2 separate regions of the Mus musculus genome follow, and region 2 is linked to region 1. The links are chromatin contacts, called in public HiChIP or PLAC-seq maps. All regions are on one chromosome and are shown on one strand. The core of a region is the stretch at or near the end of the contact, and the rest is flanking DNA. Distances in the headings are between cores, read along the strand shown. Region 1 overlaps Efcab5 (EF-hand calcium binding domain 5). Region 2 overlaps Ssh2 (slingshot protein phosphatase 2).

The links. HiChIP or PLAC-seq counts read pairs in DNA pulled down with a chosen protein or histone mark.
Region 2: a RAD21 HiChIP or PLAC-seq map of pro-B cells shows a contact between it and region 1, with 4 times the contacts expected there. The contact joins two enhancer-like sites. A contact is called at or near these places in 4 of 39 promoter capture datasets (the C10 cell line, cranial neural crest, embryonic stem cells and 1 more), 4 of 15 datasets of contacts at CTCF or cohesin (CD8 T cells, the NIH/3T3 cell line, large pre-B cells and 1 more), 2 of 484 Hi-C or Micro-C datasets (bone marrow-derived macrophages and myeloid progenitors), 2 of 115 datasets of contacts at active chromatin or transcription factors (the HPC-7 cell line and embryonic stem cells) and 3 of 9 other capture datasets (adipose tissue, liver and pancreatic islet).

The regions. Positions count from the first base shown.
Region 1 is chr11:77,098,687-77,101,828 of GRCm38.p6, forward strand. The region is part of intron 17 of Efcab5 (EF-hand calcium binding domain 5); the gene reads right to left. Among named protein-coding and RNA genes, the nearest start is that of Nsrp1, 22 kb to the left of the region's middle. Within about 2 kb of position 1,650, at least 27 of the 459 cell types and tissues checked have an H3K27ac peak or open chromatin away from gene starts, as enhancers often do. A contact at or near this core is called in pro-B cells, where this site is marked.
Region 2 is chr11:77,247,135-77,250,361 of GRCm38.p6, forward strand. All of the region lies in intron 1 of Ssh2 (slingshot protein phosphatase 2), which reads left to right. Among named protein-coding and RNA genes, the nearest start is that of Gm24989, 3.7 kb to the left of the region's middle. Within about 2 kb of position 1,962, at least 7 of the 459 cell types and tissues checked have an H3K27ac peak or open chromatin away from gene starts, as enhancers often do. A contact at or near this core is called in pro-B cells, where this site is marked.

The DNA.
Region 1 (3,142 bases), core at 400-2,899:
GAGTAGTTCAGAACGCACGAGTGTATGTGACGTGATCTATGCGTCTCTTGCTTTCCTTCGAGACAGGCTGGCTTGAACTTGTTATGGACTCAAGGGTGGCCTCTTAAGCCTCTCAAGCTCTTAAGTGAGCGTAAGGCCTCTCAGCCTCTACCTCCCAAGTGCTGGCGTTGCAGGCTGGGGCCTCCATGCCTCCTTTTCTGTGGGATCGGGCGTTGATCCCTCAGCCATGCATATGTGTGGCATGGACCCTAACAAAACGACCTATGTCCCAAGTTTGGAAGCTCATGTTTTTTTAAAATGAGGTATCTCATTTAAAACACACACACACACACACACACACACACACACACAAAACAAAAAACAGACAATGAATGGATCAATGTGTCTCTGGTTAAAGAGTTTCCCCCAATCTGGTGACAGAGAGAGAGGAAGTCAAACAGAACCTCCTGAGTCCCCAAAACTCCTAAATGTCTTCAAAAGGATTTTCCCCGGCAAAGTTCAAATCAAGTACGAGTGATGAAGTGAAAACGTTTTCAGACATAAAATCCTCTTCCTCAGACAACCACTACTGGAGGAGGGCACAGAGGTCAAGGGCTTGCTCAGCTAAGTGTGGGACCCTCGGTCCTAGACCCAGCACTTAAGGAAAAGCCAGGAGAAAGGTAACTGCTATTGGGTAAGGACGACCAGTGAGAGACTTTGGAGCTGTCAGTCCTGAATGGGACACTGTTATCGAACTCCTCCCCTCAAGGCTTAAGGTCTGTGTGGAAGAGGAGACAGACAGACAGACTGACTGTAAGAGCCAGAGGTGGGGGATGAAGCCAAGGAACAACGTCTTCTAGACCCGACAAGGTTGCTACACGTACGAACTCACAGAGACTGTGACACGTTCAAGCTAGACAAAATCCCAGCACAGAGAAGGGGAAGCGGACACAAAGTTCCATCCCTAACCAAGAAGCTATTTGGAGATGGTTCCTGCTGGGAAAGGGACACTCAGTTTTCCCGGGTGGGGTGTCTATCAACCACACTCCAGATCCTATGCTCTTCCCGGCATGTCCAATCTCGGAGAGAACCTGCAGATATTGCCGGTACCATCTCATGCTTCCTGAATAAGAGATTTTTTTTTTTAACATAGCCTGTTTTTTTTTTTGGGGGGGGGTTGTTTGTTTGTTTGTTTTGTTTTGTTTCGAGACAGGGTTTCTCTGTATAGCCCTGGCCGTCCTGGAACTCACCTTGTAGACCAGGCTAGCCTCGAACTCAGAAATCCGCCTGCCTCTGCCTCCTGAGTGCTGAGATTAAAGGCGTGCGCCACCACGCCTGGCGATTTTTTTTTCAAAGCTGCAGGAAGGCCACACAAACTTTGTATAATAGATTGCCCCTGCCACAAGGGTCCTCTCCTGACACAAACAGAAAGATGCACCCAAAGAATGCTTTCTCTTTTCTCAAGAATGGAACTTAGAATTTCCTGATAGAATTTTATCTAAATGAGAGGGGACTGATATATCCCGGTGACCTAATAGCTTTGTTGGTTGCTACAGAGACTGATAACACTAAAAGGTTGTTAGTTTCAAAAGGGAAACCTGCCAATTGTTGGTTTCTGGCTGCGTCCCGGTCTATAACTTGCAGTTCTGATTTCTGCCACACGAGGGCACTATCGGAAAGCAAAACGCAGTATTTCCGTGGTCAAGGATGCTGAAGGAAAGGCTAGAGTTCAAAGACTGGGCGAGTGGTGGAAATTTGCATGTGTTCTGAGCAGAGCAGGTGGCTCTAACAGGCAAATTTGAGGCAGAGTCTAAAGAGATTCCTTTGAGGCATTGTGTCCTGCCACAGGAGCCTTTAGCAGCTCCCCAGATTGGGGGATGGGCTTATTAAGGACACACACCTGCAGGGTGTAGAATGGCAAGGCCTGTCCCTTATGCTTATTCCTTATGTCAGAGGGACTGGATTGAAGATCGGTGGGTGCCTATGTCCTTGTCCAAGAAGGGGAACATCACTCAGGAACACAAGGAATCCTGGCATTAAGCTCTAGGTGGAGGGGCTGGCAAGTTGGCGGGGTCAAAGAGGAACAAGGTCACAGGGAGAATACCAATTAGACAAACTGGTCTGCTGGAGTTCATTATAGATGTTAGTTCTCCCCCAAAGGAGGAACCAGAGACTAAAGGTGGGGGTAGGGCCAGGGAGACTGAGGTTGAAGCTAGGCATCCTGGGGGACAGATACAGGCTTCTCTGAACTCCAAAGTCCTCAAATATAAAGTATATGAGAGTATACACTGGGCAGGTCTTAATGATACAGGTCTGTAACCCTAGCCACTTAGAGCCCAAGGCAGGAGGATCACAAGTTCAAGGCCTGCCTAAGCAATTGAGTGAGACTCTTTCAAAATAAAAAGTAAACAGAGCATAGGAGGTCTAGCTTGGTGGTAGAGTGCTTACCGAGCAAGTATTCAGTAACACACACACACACACACACACACACACACACACACACAGAGCAAACAGTAAACACTATCCAGTTGTTTTTATTGCTGATTGCCGATGTTACTTGTTCCCTTCAACGATCGATCCTTAGAAGTCAGATCTGTGTGGTGCCTGTGAATGTAGGCTACCATGACTGAGCTCAGAGACATGAACTGTTGCTCATATAGAATTCCAAATAGAAGTTTCAAACCGGATTCACATTACTCATGGTGCACACTAATTCTCTGGGAGCCCCAGGCACTCTTAGGCTTCTGGGAGTGCCTCACTGTCCTAGCAACATCCTGATGGCATCACCACACCACAAGCTCAGTGCTCTGCCACCCATGTCTACAGCCTGAGGGGCGAGGCTCCCATCCCTGCCATTGCTTTTATCTTTTCCTTGTCCCTGGGGTCTCTCAGTTCTGAGCTTCGCAACCTAATATATGTATCACAGAAGCCCAGAAAGCCTCCTACTTGGTGGAGGAGAGGGAGAGAGAGAGAGAGAGAGAGAGAGAGAGAGAGAGAGAGAGAGAGAGAGAGAAGAGAGAGAGAAGAGAGAGAGCCGGAAGAAACCTGCATCTGTCCTCAGGGTGCTTAGCTCCAGGCTTGGTCTCCCCAGCCCTACCCCAATCTCCAATTCTTCCTTCGGAGAGAACTAACAGAGCCACTTCACTATTGATGATAATAATGT
Region 2 (3,227 bases), core at 712-3,211, 150 kb after region 1:
GGTGCTAGGAGCCGCAAACTTGCTCTTAAACAATGAGCCATCTTGCCATCTCCCCTCCTACCCCACCTCCCACACACCATAATTTTTAATGAAAATTTCATAAGTTGGCTGATTAAATCATTCACTGGCTGTTAGTGATTAATTCGATCTCTTTCATCCCTCACATTTGGGTATGGGCTGAAAGTTTCAAGCTCCTAATCAGGATCGCGTCTTTCTGATGAGCAACTCCCATCTTATAGATCTAGGGGCCAGCTAAGAGTTACTTCATTAGAACAAAGGATGCGCTTATGGATCAGGAAATTCCAACAGCCTTAATAGTTATCTGCCAGGAACTCGGGAAAAAGATCAAATATATTTTGAAGGATACCACTGCAAGAAAGTCTAGTTTGGAGTTAATAGGAGTTGAAAATTAGTGCACACTTAGAAGAAAAGGTGCTTTACTGGTGGACCTAGTGAAAATGCTTAAAGATTAGGACTTGGTGAAGTGAAGAAAGGCAGAAAACAGCAAAAGCACAAAAGTCAAAGACACTGAGATAAATGCAGATAATCCAGTGATAATAAAGTACTTAATAGGAGGGAGAGGGAAATAACAGAGAGAGCTAAGTAGAGAAGGGCAAATCTTGTAGGGCCTTTATTTCCTGGTAAGAAGTGTAGTCTGAGGCCAGAATCATTAGGAAGCATATGTAATGCAGCTGGCCATGCATACAAACATGCATTTTTACAAGCATCTTCAAGTGTCTCTAACAACATAGAAAACATAGCTTTTGGAATAGAAGACTAAAAAGCTTTTTTTTTTTTTTTTTTTGGTTTTTTTTCGAGACAGAGTTTCTCTGTATAGCCCTGGCTGTCCTGGAACTCACTTTGTAGACCAGGCTGGCCTCGAACTCAGAAATCCGCCTGCCTCTGCCTCCCGAGTGCTGGGATTAAAGGCGTGCGCCACCACGCCCGGCTTACTAAAAAGCTTTATGTAGAAAAATAATATCAGAATATGGTTTATAGCAAATGATTGCAATTGTCACCTCTTAAAAGTAACAGAGACTCAAGGTAAGGCATTTGGGGTTGAGATTGAGTAAAATTAAATAGACTCAAAAAAGCAAAATGATAGGCCGTCCATGAGATGCCATGAAAAAGAGGCAGAGAGGAAAGACTAGTTGACTCTAGAAGACTCTGAGCTTGATTGGGTTGAGAAGATGTTGAGTGCCATTAACAAAGATGCAACAAGTTTTGCTTTGATAGGAGGGTGATTTCAAAGGTATGTAAAATGTCTAGGAGACAGTAGGACATCCAGAAGGCTGCAGGTGAAATTTTAGAAGTAATAAATGTGTAGATTCAGGCAGAAACTAAGAAAATTTAAAATACTGACTATATTCCTATTGAGATAGAAGTTAGTGATAGAACACGGAGAACCCATGCTTAAGAGGTAAAAGTACAGTAAGAGTATGTAACAAAACTGAAACAGAACAGCAGTAAACGATTTGTAGAAGCTCGATAGAAAGTGTAAAGCAAAGTTTTAGTTAGTGAATGGTCTATCTAATATAGCTAAGGTACTCTGTAAGATCAAGTGTGAACTAGAATGATAGAAGCTTGGAGAGTAGAACAGGGAGCTTGGTTACAGTACACTAGAGAAACCAAGTTGGAACATGAGTATAGAATATTCCTTTTCAGAAGTGTTACTGTGAATTGAAGAAGAAAAAGAATTGTATGTAGATGAAAGAATGCAAGGTCAAATTATTTGTCTTGATTTATAAAGTATGCGCTAGATTAGAAAATATTTATATGCTAAGGGAATTAAGCCAAGGTGATAGGGGTAGGTGGAGAGACAGAAGATAAATGGAGAGGGGTAACTAATGGGACCAGGTCCCAATGGGACCCAATGGGAAGTTTAGAAAGCTGAAGACAGGGTTAGTCTGCGCTTGAAGGAACAGGAAAAGAATTTATGCATCCTCTGTGGTTCATTGTGCATTTCCTGTAATAGCTAACTTCTACTTTACAGGATGGCATTTGCCTTAATACTCAGGAGAACCTAAACATATCCAGTGTAGACTATTAGCTGTCTGTCTGTATGAAGGTTCCTATATATAACTAATATCTGGACATTGTATTTGTCATGTATGACTAGGCTATCACTGTTGTCCTTATTGCAATAAAGGTTAGAAAGTCCCTTTTGAAACATAATAGGAAGATACCCTCTGTTCATTTTGTATCCTTCCTGTCTTTTTAGAAGTTGTTTAGAACACTGAAGCTTTCAATAAGATTGTAGCTCACATAGGATTTGGGAATATCTAAATTATAAAGATATAGTCCAAAATATAAAAGGCATCCATCATTCAGGATTGATATTCTTTGAACTACTAACCCTACGAATTATTACTAAACTTAGTTCTTAATAGATTTTCTTTTTTAAATATCAGAATCCAATTTGTCAATAAGCATAAGAATATAACTTGGCCAGTCTTTGATAATGGCTTGGTAGATTTCTAACTTGGAACTTATAGTACATTTATTATAATGTATCTGGGAATATAAATGAGCAGTAGAGTACTTGTCAACCATGCACAAGGCCTTGAGTTTATACTTTTAAAACTTTCTTTAAAAAGTTTAAAAACATGTATTATAAATTTTATGATACACATAAAGTTCTGTGTGGAAATTGAATACTATCCTTATTATGTAATGAGGGAAAAAAATCTAAAGGCCATTAGTCAGAGTTCTTCAGAGGAAGAGAACTGGGGTGTGTGTGTGGGGGGGTTGCATGTGTGTATTTTAGGTCTGGCTCAATGATTGTCTTCTCCATGAAAAGGCCATCTAATAGTTATTTAATCCACGAGGCAGGATTTCTAAACTGGTCTAAGTGTACACTGGAATCCAGAAGAGGTAAGTTCTAATACTGTCCAAGGAATGCCTCACCAGCAGTATAGATGAACTTGCCAGGGACAGAGATGGAGGGGGTTTATGGCCCAGTGGTAGAGGTTTCGCCTGGCAGGCCATGGGCTTGGTCATAGTGCCAGCAGACAAAGGAGGAGACATTTTGTTCTAGCATAATTGTGGACTGCTTTCAGTGTCTTGGATGAAACAAACACGGTTATTGTGACTTGAACTGCATCTGTATCTAGGCTTCGGGCAATGTAAATAATGTGTTTATATCCAGAGAACCACAGAATCAAAACATCACACTAACAAACATTTAAACTGTTTGTTTGTGTTAAAGGTGAGGATGTTAATCTGGG